2 separate regions of the Arabidopsis thaliana genome follow, and region 1 is linked to region 2. A link is a contact called in public capture Hi-C data. All regions are on one chromosome and are shown on one strand. The core of a region is the stretch at or near the end of the contact, and the rest is flanking DNA. Distances in the headings are between cores, read along the strand shown. Region 1 holds the start of TIL2 (DNA polymerase epsilon catalytic subunit). Region 2 holds the start of AT2G26920 (Ubiquitin-associated/translation elongation factor EF1B protein).

The links. Capture Hi-C pulls out chosen DNA fragments and counts their contacts.
Region 1: a contact with region 2 is called in a capture Hi-C map of seedling, with 2.1 times the contacts expected there. The contact joins the promoter of TIL2 here to the promoter of AT2G26920 in region 2. A contact is called at or near these places in 2 of 26 Hi-C or Micro-C datasets (root and vegetative nucleus) and 2 of 3 other capture datasets (root and seedling).

What each region holds. Positions count from the first base shown.
Region 1 is chr2:11,576,984-11,583,842 of TAIR10.1, reverse strand. It overlaps TIL2 (DNA polymerase epsilon catalytic subunit), which reads right to left and starts at 2,629. Exons shown (of 49, transcript NM_001336102.1): 1 at 2,486-2,629; 2 at 2,321-2,386; 3 at 2,187-2,246; 4 at 2,019-2,114; 5 at 1,457-1,617; 6 at 1,263-1,351; 7 at 967-1,184; 8 at 467-553; 9 at 241-375. The coding sequence starts at 2,620. It overlaps FRS3 (FAR1-related sequence 3), which reads left to right and starts at 3,026. Exons shown (of 5, transcript NM_179767.2): 1 at 3,026-5,591; 2 at 5,674-5,763; 3 at 6,033-6,182; 4 at 6,522-6,638; 5 at 6,830-6,859. The coding sequence starts at 3,438.
Region 2 is chr2:11,485,383-11,491,897 of TAIR10.1, reverse strand. It overlaps AT2G26920 (Ubiquitin-associated/translation elongation factor EF1B protein), which reads right to left and starts at 2,910. Exons shown (of 2, transcript NM_128249.5): 1 at 2,747-2,910; 2 at 147-2,258. The coding sequence starts at 2,250. The coding sequence ends at 310. ABCG32 (pleiotropic drug resistance 4) reads right to left here. Exons shown (of 24, transcript NM_128248.2): 16 at 6,419-6,510; 17 at 6,014-6,346; 18 at 5,639-5,929; 19 at 5,476-5,559; 20 at 5,266-5,399; 21 at 4,948-5,175; 22 at 4,699-4,870; 23 at 4,362-4,616; 24 at 3,628-4,296. The coding sequence ends at 4,024. CDPMEK (4-(cytidine 5'-phospho)-2-C-methyl-D-erithritol kinase) reads left to right here. Exons shown (of 11, transcript NM_128250.4): 11 at 1-191. The coding sequence ends at 69.

The sequences.
Region 1 (6,859 bases), core at 1,380-3,879, 92 kb before region 2:
GCCCTGGGGATGGGAAATAGAACCGAGGTCTGGTAGATGAGTGCCACCTTGCCAATTCTAAGAAAACTTCAGAATTCAAACGCAAAACACATTACTAATCTAGTTTTAAGCAGAGGCACATTCACAAGGTGACAACAAAATATCAGTGAATAATGTCACAAAGAATTTCTCAAGTAGATCATATATTTGATGCAGACAGAATATTTTGTTAGCAATACCACAGTGAAGGAAACGTGATACCTCGTTCATTTTGATCCCATGATGAGATGCTCTCCGTTCTATAAATGGCCAGTCAAAAAAGTCACCGTTGTATGTAACATAAATACCAGGTTTCAACTCTTGCATATGAGAAAACCATTTTCGGAGGAGTTCAACCTATACAAATCAAAACCAAGAAAGTAACTTAATTCTAAGCACCTCAATCTTTCTGATACAAATATTCAAATCAAGAGCTAATTTACTTTACCTCGTTGGTAACATTCGTGACTTTGAAATACCCTTCAAACTCTGGTTTGGGTGTATATTCCAGATCTTCTATGTCTTTGCCAACACACTGAATTAAGAAGTGCAAAGTTAATACTACAAATTTTATCAAACAAGATTGAAGTGGCCCAAATATTTAAAAGAAATAATAGAGCTGAGATATCAACCAGAGATGATATATCCAATGGAAAATTGTTAAGAAAAAAAATTCATGTTTTAAATTACATAGCAAAACGTTATGTTAGTCCACAACAATAAGTCTTACAGTCACACATCAATCAATCAAACAAGCGGGATAATTTCGTATGGATCATATCTGATTTATCTTGGATTAAGAATGCAATCAAAATAATCCAAATTCACATAAGGGCTATATAGCAGCTTATCTACGTTTATGATTTGGAAACGGTCATCATCCATCATGTAATATATCATCATTGATTAGATCAAATCCAATGCAATACAAATGTATGCAGCAGTTACCTCTCTGTTAGTAATTAGAAAACCTTGCCCATCAACCATGTAGGATATCATCATAATTTGATCATATTCAGCATCCGGGAACTTCAATGGAAGCTTTACTGTCTCTATATCGAATGCACAAACGCGAACTTCTGCGCGTTGGAGAAGATCCGTCCTCTTCTCTAGTATGACATCAGTGCTGGAAATACTGACATTGTACCATTGCCCACTACGCACATCTGGACAGCGAGAACACATCATGATTTTGACAACCTTGAGGGCTAAACTAGGATTAAAAGTTTGACTAAATAGGTTACCATTATCAATTGCAAATCGGACATGATAAGGAACATCGTACTCGCGGAGGTCCACCACAGAGTCTAAGCAGTCTTGAGGACGTTGTTCTCTACATTCCAAGACTTGGAAATTATAACTAAGGAACAACATAGTTTTAAGGGATAAATTTGTAAGAACTCTGGAAATTTATAAGAACAAAAATACATTGCCTTACCGTTTTCCAGACAAGATGGATTCGTAAGCTTCAAGTGCATTAAATTTTGCGAGGTTTCGTTCGACAATATGCAACAGATCCCTCTTTACTTCCACCAATTGTTGCACAGTGTCAAATGATACTTTGAGATATTTTTTTTGCAGGCCAGATAGATGATTTTTCTGCTCATGAACATAAGAAATCAAGAAACTCAAATTGGTATGGTAGGTCAAAGAAAAGGTCAGCAAAAGTGACAACCAAACAAGAGGTACTGAAAACGTTCATATCTTGCATAATGTTGCCACTAAAGAAGAAGCATTAAACACTTAAACATTTACTAGCAAACGTTTTTTGAGTTACAAGAACGTTTTTGGCAGGCTAGATAGATGATTTGAGCACATGGAAGCAAGATCAGTTTTGGACTTATTACTAGAGCTGCTCAATTTGAAGTTGCAAGAAGAGGAAAATAACTAAAAGTTGTAGCAAATGTAATTGACATGAGTCCTCTATATAGAGAGAAAGAAACGAGTAATCAACAGGTAGTTGCAAACTGCGTAAAAGGAGTTATGCTTTAGTGACTTACAAGATAAAGATCTTCTTTGTGAACAATCTGAATATCAGCAACTTGTCTTTCATATCGGCGTCTCAAGTAGGCTTCAACTTCCAGTTCCATATTGTCCTGTAAAAAGGGCATTGCAGTTTAGTTGACATATAGGAAGAAAACACTCGAGTACAGAGAGAACATATATACTTTGGTGGCGGCATACAAGTAAGGGCGGAACTTGTACTTAGTCTTAAAAGAAGAGCCGTCCTGAAAGAAACAAAAAGGGTTGAGCAACTGATACGAAGAAAGAAGCTAATATAGTAGCAATGACCACAGCTGACCTGAGTGACAAAGAAAAGGTCCACACAACTAAAGGTTTTCCCAGTATCGGCATCTTCCCAAGATGACTGCCAACAACGTAGTATAATAACCAATCAGTGAGTGTACTTAGAAGTTTTCAGTATTCAGAGAACTAACTACTAGGGAAGTCACAAAACGTGACTTACTGATGCAAACGTGAGTAGCCACCCGAGCCGCGTTTCCCCTTGGGAGAAAAGCCCAAATCCAAGTTTAGTTTCGAGTTCATCTGCCGCTGAAACTTTCTGCACATTCAACCTCCGATCACATCTCCTTCCGCTCATATTTGGCCCACGCCGATGATGCTAAGAGACTCTTGTATTGATTGCTTGTGTTGCGTATTAAATAAATTAGGGTTCAAAACAAAGGGATTCGTGATTGACACTGGTACGGTGAAGAGATGGAACCAGATCAAATAAGAGAAGAGAGAATCATCTAGAACCTGAGATTCTTATGACGACAATACAAGGAAATGAAGTTGTCATCCGAAAATGAATTAGGGCTCAACTAAAAAAGACAGATGAAGAAGATGAAATGCTTTCGCGCGCGTTGTCTCTTGTATCAAGGGCTTTCCTGGTTGTTGGGTTCGGTTCAAATGAGGCCTCACTTTTTATGAGGGCTTTCTGTTGTTGGGTTTAGATTAAAACGAGGTCTCGCTATTTAAATTGAAAAAAAAAAACCAACAAAAGCACGAAACGACGTCGGTTTCGTGCTTGAATCTCTTCTTCCTCGCGAACGACTGAGAAGAAGCAGGAGTTTAATTTCCTCCGGTCGAATCTGAAAACGAAATAGCTGCCATAGCTTCTTCTCAATTTTCCCCAATTGTTGTTGCCCTTCTCCCTAATTTCACGACTTTCGATTCTTCTGAGTTCTGAGTTCTTCGCATCACTGACTGACGTAAGCTCCTCTTTCTCTCTTTTGCTTTCTCCTCTTTCTGGGTTTCTCTCTCTCTCAACAAACAATCGGAGAGTGAGAGATGCAAAAAGTCCTCATATTTATATGTTCGGAAGAAGATCTCCAAACACTAATAGTACTTTTTTGTAGACTATGAAGATGAGAAACATTTGTGTGAAATTAGAACTTCTCTACTAAGTGAAGGTTATGGATGTTCATTTGGTGGAAGAGAATGTGTCAATGGGGAATCATGAGATAGGAGATGAAGGAGATGTTGAACCTAGTGATTGCAGTGGACAGAACAACATGGATAACTCGTTAGGGGTGCAAGATGAGATTGGAATTGCAGAGCCATGTGTTGGTATGGAGTTTAATTCAGAAAAAGAAGCTAAATCTTTCTATGATGAGTACTCGAGGCAGCTTGGTTTTACTTCTAAGCTTCTTCCTAGAACTGATGGGTCTGTTAGTGTTCGAGAATTTGTGTGTAGTAGTAGTAGTAAAAGGTCAAAGAGAAGGCTTTCTGAGAGTTGTGATGCAATGGTTAGGATAGAGTTGCAAGGTCATGAGAAATGGGTTGTTACAAAGTTTGTTAAAGAGCATACTCATGGATTAGCAAGTTCTAATATGCTTCATTGTCTTCGTCCTCGTAGGCATTTTGCTAACTCGGAGAAATCTAGTTATCAAGAAGGGGTTAATGTGCCTAGTGGTATGATGTATGTTTCTATGGATGCTAATAGCAGAGGAGCTAGAAATGCGTCTATGGCTACAAACACGAAGAGAACGATTGGACGGGATGCACATAATCTGTTGGAGTATTTTAAGAGGATGCAGGCAGAGAATCCTGGCTTTTTCTATGCGGTTCAGCTTGATGAAGATAATCAGATGTCAAATGTGTTTTGGGCTGATTCGAGATCTAGGGTTGCTTATACTCATTTTGGTGACACGGTTACCTTAGATACGAGGTACAGGTGCAATCAGTTTCGTGTTCCTTTTGCGCCATTTACTGGTGTGAATCATCATGGTCAGGCTATCTTATTTGGCTGTGCACTTATTTTGGACGAGTCAGACACTTCATTTATCTGGCTGTTCAAGACTTTTCTAACAGCAATGAGAGATCAACCGCCGGTTTCTTTGGTGACTGATCAAGATAGAGCCATACAGATTGCTGCTGGTCAGGTATTTCCAGGTGCTCGTCACTGTATTAATAAGTGGGATGTGCTAAGAGAAGGTCAGGAAAAGCTGGCTCATGTGTGTCTTGCGTATCCTAGTTTTCAGGTGGAGCTATATAATTGTATCAACTTTACTGAAACGATTGAGGAGTTTGAATCGTCCTGGAGTTCTGTCATTGACAAATATGACTTAGGAAGACATGAATGGCTTAATTCTTTATATAATGCTCGAGCTCAGTGGGTACCTGTTTATTTCCGGGATTCGTTTTTTGCTGCAGTGTTTCCTAGCCAAGGTTATTCGGGTTCCTTTTTCGATGGATATGTGAATCAGCAGACAACCCTTCCGATGTTCTTTAGGCTGTACGAAAGGGCTATGGAGAGCTGGTTCGAGATGGAGATTGAAGCAGATCTTGACACTGTCAACACACCTCCAGTCTTGAAGACGCCATCACCCATGGAGAATCAGGCTGCAAATCTCTTTACAAGGAAAATATTTGGAAAGTTCCAGGAAGAGTTGGTAGAGACATTCGCTCACACGGCAAACAGAATTGAAGATGATGGTACTACCAGCACATTTAGGGTTGCAAATTTTGAAAATGACAACAAAGCTTATATAGTAACGTTTTGCTACCCTGAAATGAGAGCAAACTGCAGCTGTCAAATGTTTGAGCACTCCGGCATACTCTGCCGACATGTTTTGACGGTGTTTACTGTCACTAATATACTCACTTTGCCACCACATTATATTTTGAGACGGTGGACAAGAAATGCCAAGAGCATGGTAGAGTTAGATGAGCATGTCAGTGAAAATGGGCATGATAGCTCGATACACCGCTATAATCATTTATGTCGCGAAGCCATCAAGTATGCTGAGGAAGGGGCAATTACAGCTGAAGCTTATAATATTGCTTTAGGGCAACTCAGAGAAGGTGGAAAGAAGGTTTCAGTTGTCAGGAAAAGGATAGGTAGAGCTGCGCCTCCTAGCTCACATGGTGGTGGAATTGGTAGTGGTGACAAGACCTCTCTATCAGCTGCTGACACAACCCCTTTGCTGTGGCCGCGCCAGGATGAAATGATACGCAGATTTAACCTTAACGATGGTGGGGCCAGAGCTCAATCTGTTTCTGATCTGAATCTGCCGCGTATGGCACCAGTGTCACTTCACCGAGATGATACTGCTCCTGAGAATATGGTACCCAGAGGAAACCTTTCACAGACTTATTTCTTTGATTCTATTGGTGTTGGTCAGTAACTTGATTTACTTTGTCTTACAGGTGGCTCTTCCTTGTCTTAAGTCATTGACTTGGGGGATGGAGAGTAAAAATACAATGCCGGGTGGTAGAGTTGCAGTTATCAATTTAAAGGTGTGCATTATATGAACCAGTAAATCTTTTCTGTAGGGTTTTGCAGTAACTTTTACTGAAAGTTGGTCTGATGGGATGCTTTATCTAAAAGAGATTAGATTTGTAAGAATAATGATCTTGAAGATTTGAACAATTGACATTCGCCTTTTCGGAAAAGTTACTGGCTATAGTGTAGGAAAATCAAAGTTGTTGCCATTAATAGTCTTGCTCGTTCCTGCAAAATAGTAGTTGACCGCTTTACTGAGGATTATTTTTCATGATGTTTTCAGTTGCACGATTACAGAAAGTTTCCCTCAGCAGACATGGATGTCAAATTTCAGCTGTCTAGCGTCACACTTGAACCCATGTTAAGGTCCATGGCTTACATTAGCGAGCAACTTTCATCTCCAGCCAATAGAGTAGCTGTCATCAATTTGAAGGTATGTCTTTTAGACTCTAGGCTCGTAGCTTCTCATGTAGTCTTCTTGACTTGACTAAACTCCTTTTAATTTATTGATTGTCTTTGGTTTGTTCTAACATAGATTCCATCTACCGTTAGTGTGTGAAACTTCTGTGTTGTTTGACTTGTTTAAGCTGATTCTCTCATTCATGTTAACTTGCCATACGTTTTGCAGTTATTTATACTAGCGTCACTACTTGAATATGAAATTTCATGTTTGATTACCAAAATCAATGTTTTACTCCATATTAGGGACTCTTAATTGAACTAGAAGGTTTCAACAGTGTGAAAAAATCTTCTTTTGTTTTCCTTACTCCAGCTTCAAGATACCGAGACAACAACAGGAGAATCAGAGGTCAAGTTTCAGGTGTCCCGAGATACACTAGGTGCCATGTTGAGATCAATGGCCTATATCCGTGAGCAGCTCTCAATCGTTGTAGGCACACTCCCTTTTTCTTTTTCTTTTTCCAAGTAGTAGTTATTAAATAATTACAAGGCCAATGATAGTTGAATTAGTAATAGTAACAGCAATCAATTAGGTTCATATCGACCTATAATTGTTCCTGAACTATTACTTGGTCTATGTATTGTCTTATAGAGTATCTAAACGGTATCTTGCATTTGCAGGGAGAGCTACAAACAGAATCTCAAGCAAAG
Region 2 (6,515 bases), core at 1,661-4,160:
TGGTACAAAGAACCTGCTTCTGCAAATGCTACTACCTCATCCGCCGAATCTCGCATGGATTTCCAATGAGATGTTACAAACATGTAATTTTTTGAAAGGATTGATTTGAGATTCCTACTTGTGTTTCGAATAGTGAGTGGTTAACTAAAGGAGAAGATGCTTTAAATATAAATTAAAAGTTTTTTAAAAAGACATATTCACGAATGATAATCAAAGAGAGAAGCAACCACACATCAGTCATGAAACCATTTTCTGTCTTCTTTTTTTCTTGTTTTATTACTTTCATTTCCATATGAAACTCCTATGCTCTTACAGAGAAGGAGACACATATTGTCTAGACAAGCTAAAGATATCTTTTCCTTCAAATGGTGAAGTCCAATCTGGAGAGGTAGCTGCTTGTTGTGTTTCCACGATAACACCAGCACCTGAATTCTCCATAGATACACCGTTGCTGTTGTTGAGTCTACCTCCCATGGAACCATTTAGACTGTACCGGTTCATGTTCTCATCATATATTTGGCTGCTGCTCTTTAACCCGGACCAGTTTCCATTGACTCTACTATTTTGTGATAAACTTTGATCTAGACTCCAGTCTATGTTTGTGTAGTCCACTGAACCGCCAGAGATCCAATCTATAGGTGAAGATGCACCCGATGTTCCAGCTGAACCAACCGCAGAGAATAATCCCAGCGAAGACGCAGCAGATATGGGTGGAGATGATGCTGTATTTCTAGTCCATTGCCCGCCATTCCCTCTGGCCATACTACCATGTGGATCCACTTGGTTGTTGTTAGTGAATCGCTTCTGGTTTTGATACTGAAGTTGCTGGTAGACCTGATTTGGATTCAGATGGTTTGGACTTGGGCTTCGCGCACTAGGGATATTATGTGTTTGCATGAACCCATTTGACTTCATTATCTCTATGCTCGCTGCAGGATGCCAACTGGTAGGGGGTGCACTCATGCTTGAGGTTGGAACGGGATTTGTGATTACAACCTGTGGCCGCTGCCTCATCACCATGACTGATTCTCTATTTGCAGGCTGCTGCTGCTGCTGCTGGAAGTTCTTAAATTCATTTCCACTAGCTAAATAGCGAGCTTCGACCCTCACAGCAGGCTGAGGTGACGGTGATGGCGATGATGGCAAAGAGTAAGAAGCCGAAGGAACCTGTCCTGTGGTTGGTGGCCACCTTTTATCAGCCAAAGCAGCAGATTGCTGAGGTTTTGGCCAATCTAACTTCAGTTCGGGTCGTTTCATAGGCTGAGCCAACATTTTGTTCACGGATTCAGTTGTGGAGGGTGATTTTGTATAGTTAAAGTTCTTGTCATCTCTTGTTGGATGTAAGCCAGGTGACGGAATTTCTGACCTTTCTACATCCGAATTCTGATAACCTATTCCTACTATAAGTTTTCCATTACTGGGTGTAAGAGGATCACCACATTCCTCTTGTTTCACTGGCACAGAAAACTCTTCATACTTTGTGCCTTTCAAGACTTCTTCTGCTCTGTCCAAATCACCCTCTGCTTGAACAACCGCACGCTCTATTTCCTGCCTTGTACACTTAAGTTGCAACTCCATTTTTGTAATCCTAGCTAGCTCTTCTGTTATGTCTATTTTCAAATTCCCAGGACTCTGAATGCTTTGCTTCTCTATTTCTTCCTCAAGCCTATCAAACAACCAATGAACAGATTCCTCTACTTTACCATCATTCATCATTAATGCCGTTGTCGCATGCTCTTGAGATATTCCCATTGCCACAATTTGCTGTGTACGGGCTTCAAGCTTTCTGGAAATAAGATATGTGCTACACTTCTCATTCAACTCCTGAGCCCTCCTCTCCTTCTGGCGTTGATGTTTTCTCTCATTCTTTTGACGAACTTTTTCTCGCTTGTCATTATCTGCACCTGGTATCACCTCCTGCTTAAGGGGCAGATTAGTTGTTTTCTCCTTGTGATCTTCTGACTCACCAGAACAGCTACCATTATTCGAAACTGAATCAGACTCAATCCCATTTACATCTGCCTCATCTATACTCCGGAAACGACTATACTGTAATGGTGAGATAGAAGCTATCGACACTGAATCAAGAGCTTGAAATGTTCCTAAAAGAGGATTATAACCACTAGCTGCCAAGCTGCTATTCCCATTAACCGAAAGTGAAGGCTTTGGTGATGCCTTTTGAGCTTCTTTACCAGTTTTTTTATCCTTAGACTTTGACTTTGTTGCTGGAGACATCTCTGCAAAGAACATCAATACACCTAAAAAATACCAAGAAACGAGCAAATAGTTAATTTGATACTCCAAAAGCTAACATGAGACTTCTTTAGAACCTTTAAAACTACAACACAACACATATCTTAGCTACCAAAACTATGAATTAGGTAAATAAAATGGTGAATTGATACTTTTTTCCAGAAAAATAAGCAAATTCAGTCTTCTATAGAGACTCAGCTTTTTTGCTAAGCCAATTCCAGTGACTAACAAAACGATGAAACATTCGAAAGGTTCCAATTCGTAAAACGATGAAAGTGAATTATGAAGAAAAATTGGGAACAGATTCTTAAATTGACCGACATAGACCAAAGCTTCTGATTCTTCTACAGATGGAAGCAAATTGAAGAAATATCGGAGAAGATTCCAGAATTCGGCGAAATTTCACGAAATCACGAGGACGATTTAAACGAATACAAATCACGAATTGAGAGAGAGACGAAAGCGTAGGGAAATCGAAGAGAAGAAGCTGGACCTGTAGTTAGGAAGAAGATGATGATTGGAGATCGATAGAGAAGATATGTGATTTTGTTGTCGTCGTCGTCGATGGCGAGAAACTGAATCTGCAGAGAGAGATGATCTTTTAGGGTTTTTGTTGGGAGAGGAAAAAGGTAAAATGGAAGGAGTTTTTTTTTTTTTGTCTGTGTGAATATGTAAGCCAATGGAGATGTAACGAATGTCACTGACTTCTTTCGTTTTTTTTTTTTTTTTTCAACTCTTCTTTTATTAATAACTATGAAATTTGTATTAGTACAGAATAATCATCACTATCCTAGGAAGTTGTCCGTACTAATCACATTTATTATAAGATTTTAATTGATTTTCTATGCTATTTTACGAAAGATCGACTAGATTATGTCGTATTTACTAGATTTTCTGTTGTATTTTACTAGATTAACTCTTTTTTTGTGGCTCTATTTCTCTCTACTTTTGGTGGAAGTAGTAAGACTAATGTGTTTGTTTTGGTGCTATACTATGTACAAGCCGATGTTGGAAATGATCTTGGTAGAGTGAGTTGCGTCGTTGCTTCCATTGGTTTGTTGTTGCTTGGAATGGTGGTTCAAGAAGCGTAAGTAATCCTTCTATAGAGGGTTGGAGATCTCTAGGAAGCGAAGGTGGTCAAGTGGACTAGACTCCAACCGGAGGCAGGATTGGAGTTTCATCGAAATGTTTATGGGAGTACCTCAAACCAGAATGAACCTTTGATGGTTACGCCTATCTCGACCCGAAAAACATAAAAAATGAAGGTTAATCGGAATGCGCAAAGATCTAATATTCAAGCTTGGACAAATTGACTTCATAAGAAACTAAACCTACTTACTAAGTTTGTCACTAACTTTAGTGATTGGAAGGAGACGACATATAGCTCTTGAAACTCTATTTACATGAAAAATTACCATAAGTTACACATGGGGAAATCTTTCTAGTGAGTGAATAAGCGTATATGCACTTGGCCAAATATATACTAGCAAAGATGTGTACAACCAGTAAACTAGAGATATATCTCTATTACAGTACTGGTTCATGATCAGTGATTGTTATAGATGACCAATACACATTTCTCAGAAAAAATGACAAGGAACATAAAACACAACACAAGCTTTTATTGATCCCATACATGTAATGACAGAGGAAGAATAGGCAGTCCCCTGCCTTCTTGGGTATAAAAGCCCCAATATACAAATAAACAATAGATGATTGTTGTATACGTGTATATATGAATATGAGAGTTGGTAAGTGGTAATCAATCCATCATCTTCTCTGGAAATTGAAAGCTTTAATGGCGAATGCAAACACAAGGGAGAAGAAGACGCAAAAGGCGACAACCATAATAGCTGAGACACCTAAGAAGTCATGTTTATATCCCATCACATCCTCAAGCAGTTGTTTCACCATCACCTGATGGATACCGTCCGATAGCTTCACCGATCTTTCATCATCACCGTACTGAGACACCAATAGACCGTACAGTGTCCAAGCCACCGGGTTTGCCCAGTAGTACCATCTCCACCACAGAGGAATCCTCTGTAGTCAAATCATTCAAAACATTAGTATTTCTAAAGAAATAAAAGATAAGCTTAGTAATGTACCTTGTATGGGATCATGAAGCCACTGAAAAGATTCCAGAGCATGTAGAAAGGTGCTGCTATAATCGAGGCGACATTGTGGTTTGGGGTGATTGCTGTCGTCATCATCCCGTAGAAGGTGAAGTACATTATCGAAAAGTACATGAAGAATAAGTACCACAAGAACTTCACCGCGGACCATTCGAACGCGGCCATTGCATAGAATATGGTGCTGTATATTGTGGATTGTGCTAACACGTATGGAAATTCTATAAACACCTGCAAACTCATACAATTTTTAGGTTTTTAAACTCAAAAGCGGGGATGAGAAAGATAGAAAGATAATAAACATATCTGTGACCTGTGCAAATGCAAAGGGAAGTGCCGAGTACATTCCCGCTGCTCTCTCGCGGTATGAAACAAATCTTTCTATGGAAACAACGGGCTGTGCAGCGGTTGCATTGGTGATTCCAATGAAGAGAACCGCAGCGTACATCGATCCCATTGCATTAAATAACTGTTGTTGAGTGTCCCTATATATGAAGAAATGTATCATTGGTTAAAGGAATCATCACTCTTTGGTGATAGCAATGTGCCACTTTACTCATACCTTTTGGAGCCAAATTTCCAACATATTGTTCCAAGCATCAGCGAGATAACCACGGTGTAGAAGAATCGAACTGCAGTGTATTGTGGGTTTCGCCAATATGATAGGTTTTGTTTCCACAGGCAAGCAACAAACTGACTATACAGTGACTGAGAGTATCTGGTTGGAAACTCGATTTCTTTTGCAATGTTACTTGGCTTGCTGAGTACTTCGATCAGCTCCTTGTTGCGTCTGCAGTAGAACGGAGACATAAACTAAGGTAAACCGAACTTATGGAAAGCTAACATGCATAGTTTTGACTAAATGAGGAAAGGCACATACTGACAAAGATTTGAGTTCCTGTAAATTTCAGCAAAATCAACTCCAAGCCGGTGTTCCTCGGTAGAAGCAGTGACATCAAGCATCCATGCTGCCGGATTATGGCCAGGTTTGATCTTTTGCACCCCTTCAATTGACTAAAGAAGAAAACAGTAGCAGTCAAGAGACTTTATTTTACATGTTAAAAATTAATTGATCAAGAACACAACCTACCTCGAAATACTTGATAAGCTCACAAGACTTCTGGCCAAGTGGACCGGCATATATGAGTTCTCCACCACGTTTCATGAACAAAAGCTGCATTAACAATGAAGTTTAGAGATAGAGACTAAACAATCCTGCAGAGTCTTTGATTCATCTGTTTGAAGAAACCAACCTCGTCAAATGACTCAAAAATATCAATGCTAGGCTGATGAATCGTGCAGACAATGGTTCGCCCTGTGTTAACAATATTTCTTACAGTCCTCATCACAATGGCGGCCGCCCGTGCATCCAATCCTGAAGTTGGCTCATCCATGAATACTATAGAAGGGTTTGCAACTAGCTCGACAGCAATTGTTAACCGTTTCCTCTGTTCAGTTGATAAGCCATCAACTCCAGGAAGACCGACTAATGCCCCGCTTAAAGAGGTCAGCTCCACTAGCTCCATCACCTCATGAACAAACGCCTCCAAGAATTTGAAGTTTAGAGATGTCAGCATAATCCAAGAAAAAACACAAAAATGATCGAAAGATAATAGAAATTATGTTACCCTTTGTGTCTCTGAGTCAATGTCTGCTGGTAAACGAAGGCACGCCGAGAAAAGTAGAGATTCAACAACAGTTAGGCATGGAGAGTGAACATCATTCTGCTCACAATAACCAGAAATTCTTGCAAACGTTTCCTGTCTTTTAGGAAAACCAGATATGTACACATCGCCTTCTATAGTTCCTCCGGTTTTTCTTCCAGCTAAAACATCCATGAGCGTTGTTTTACCGGCACCACTTACTCCCACTAATGCTGTAAGCACACCAGGTCTAAAAGCTCCAGTAATATTCACAAGTAGCTGCAACCTATCTTCTAGTATCCCTTGTTCTTTTAGTCCCTGAAATTTTAGTTGCATTACAAGTAGTTTCAAACTGATATACCTAAACAGTGTAGAAAACCTAGTACATACCAAAGGAACATCCACATAGTAGTTGATATTGCTGAAAGACAGAGATAGTGGTTGAAATGGGAGAACCATGCCTCGATTCTTGAAATATTTTCCTGCA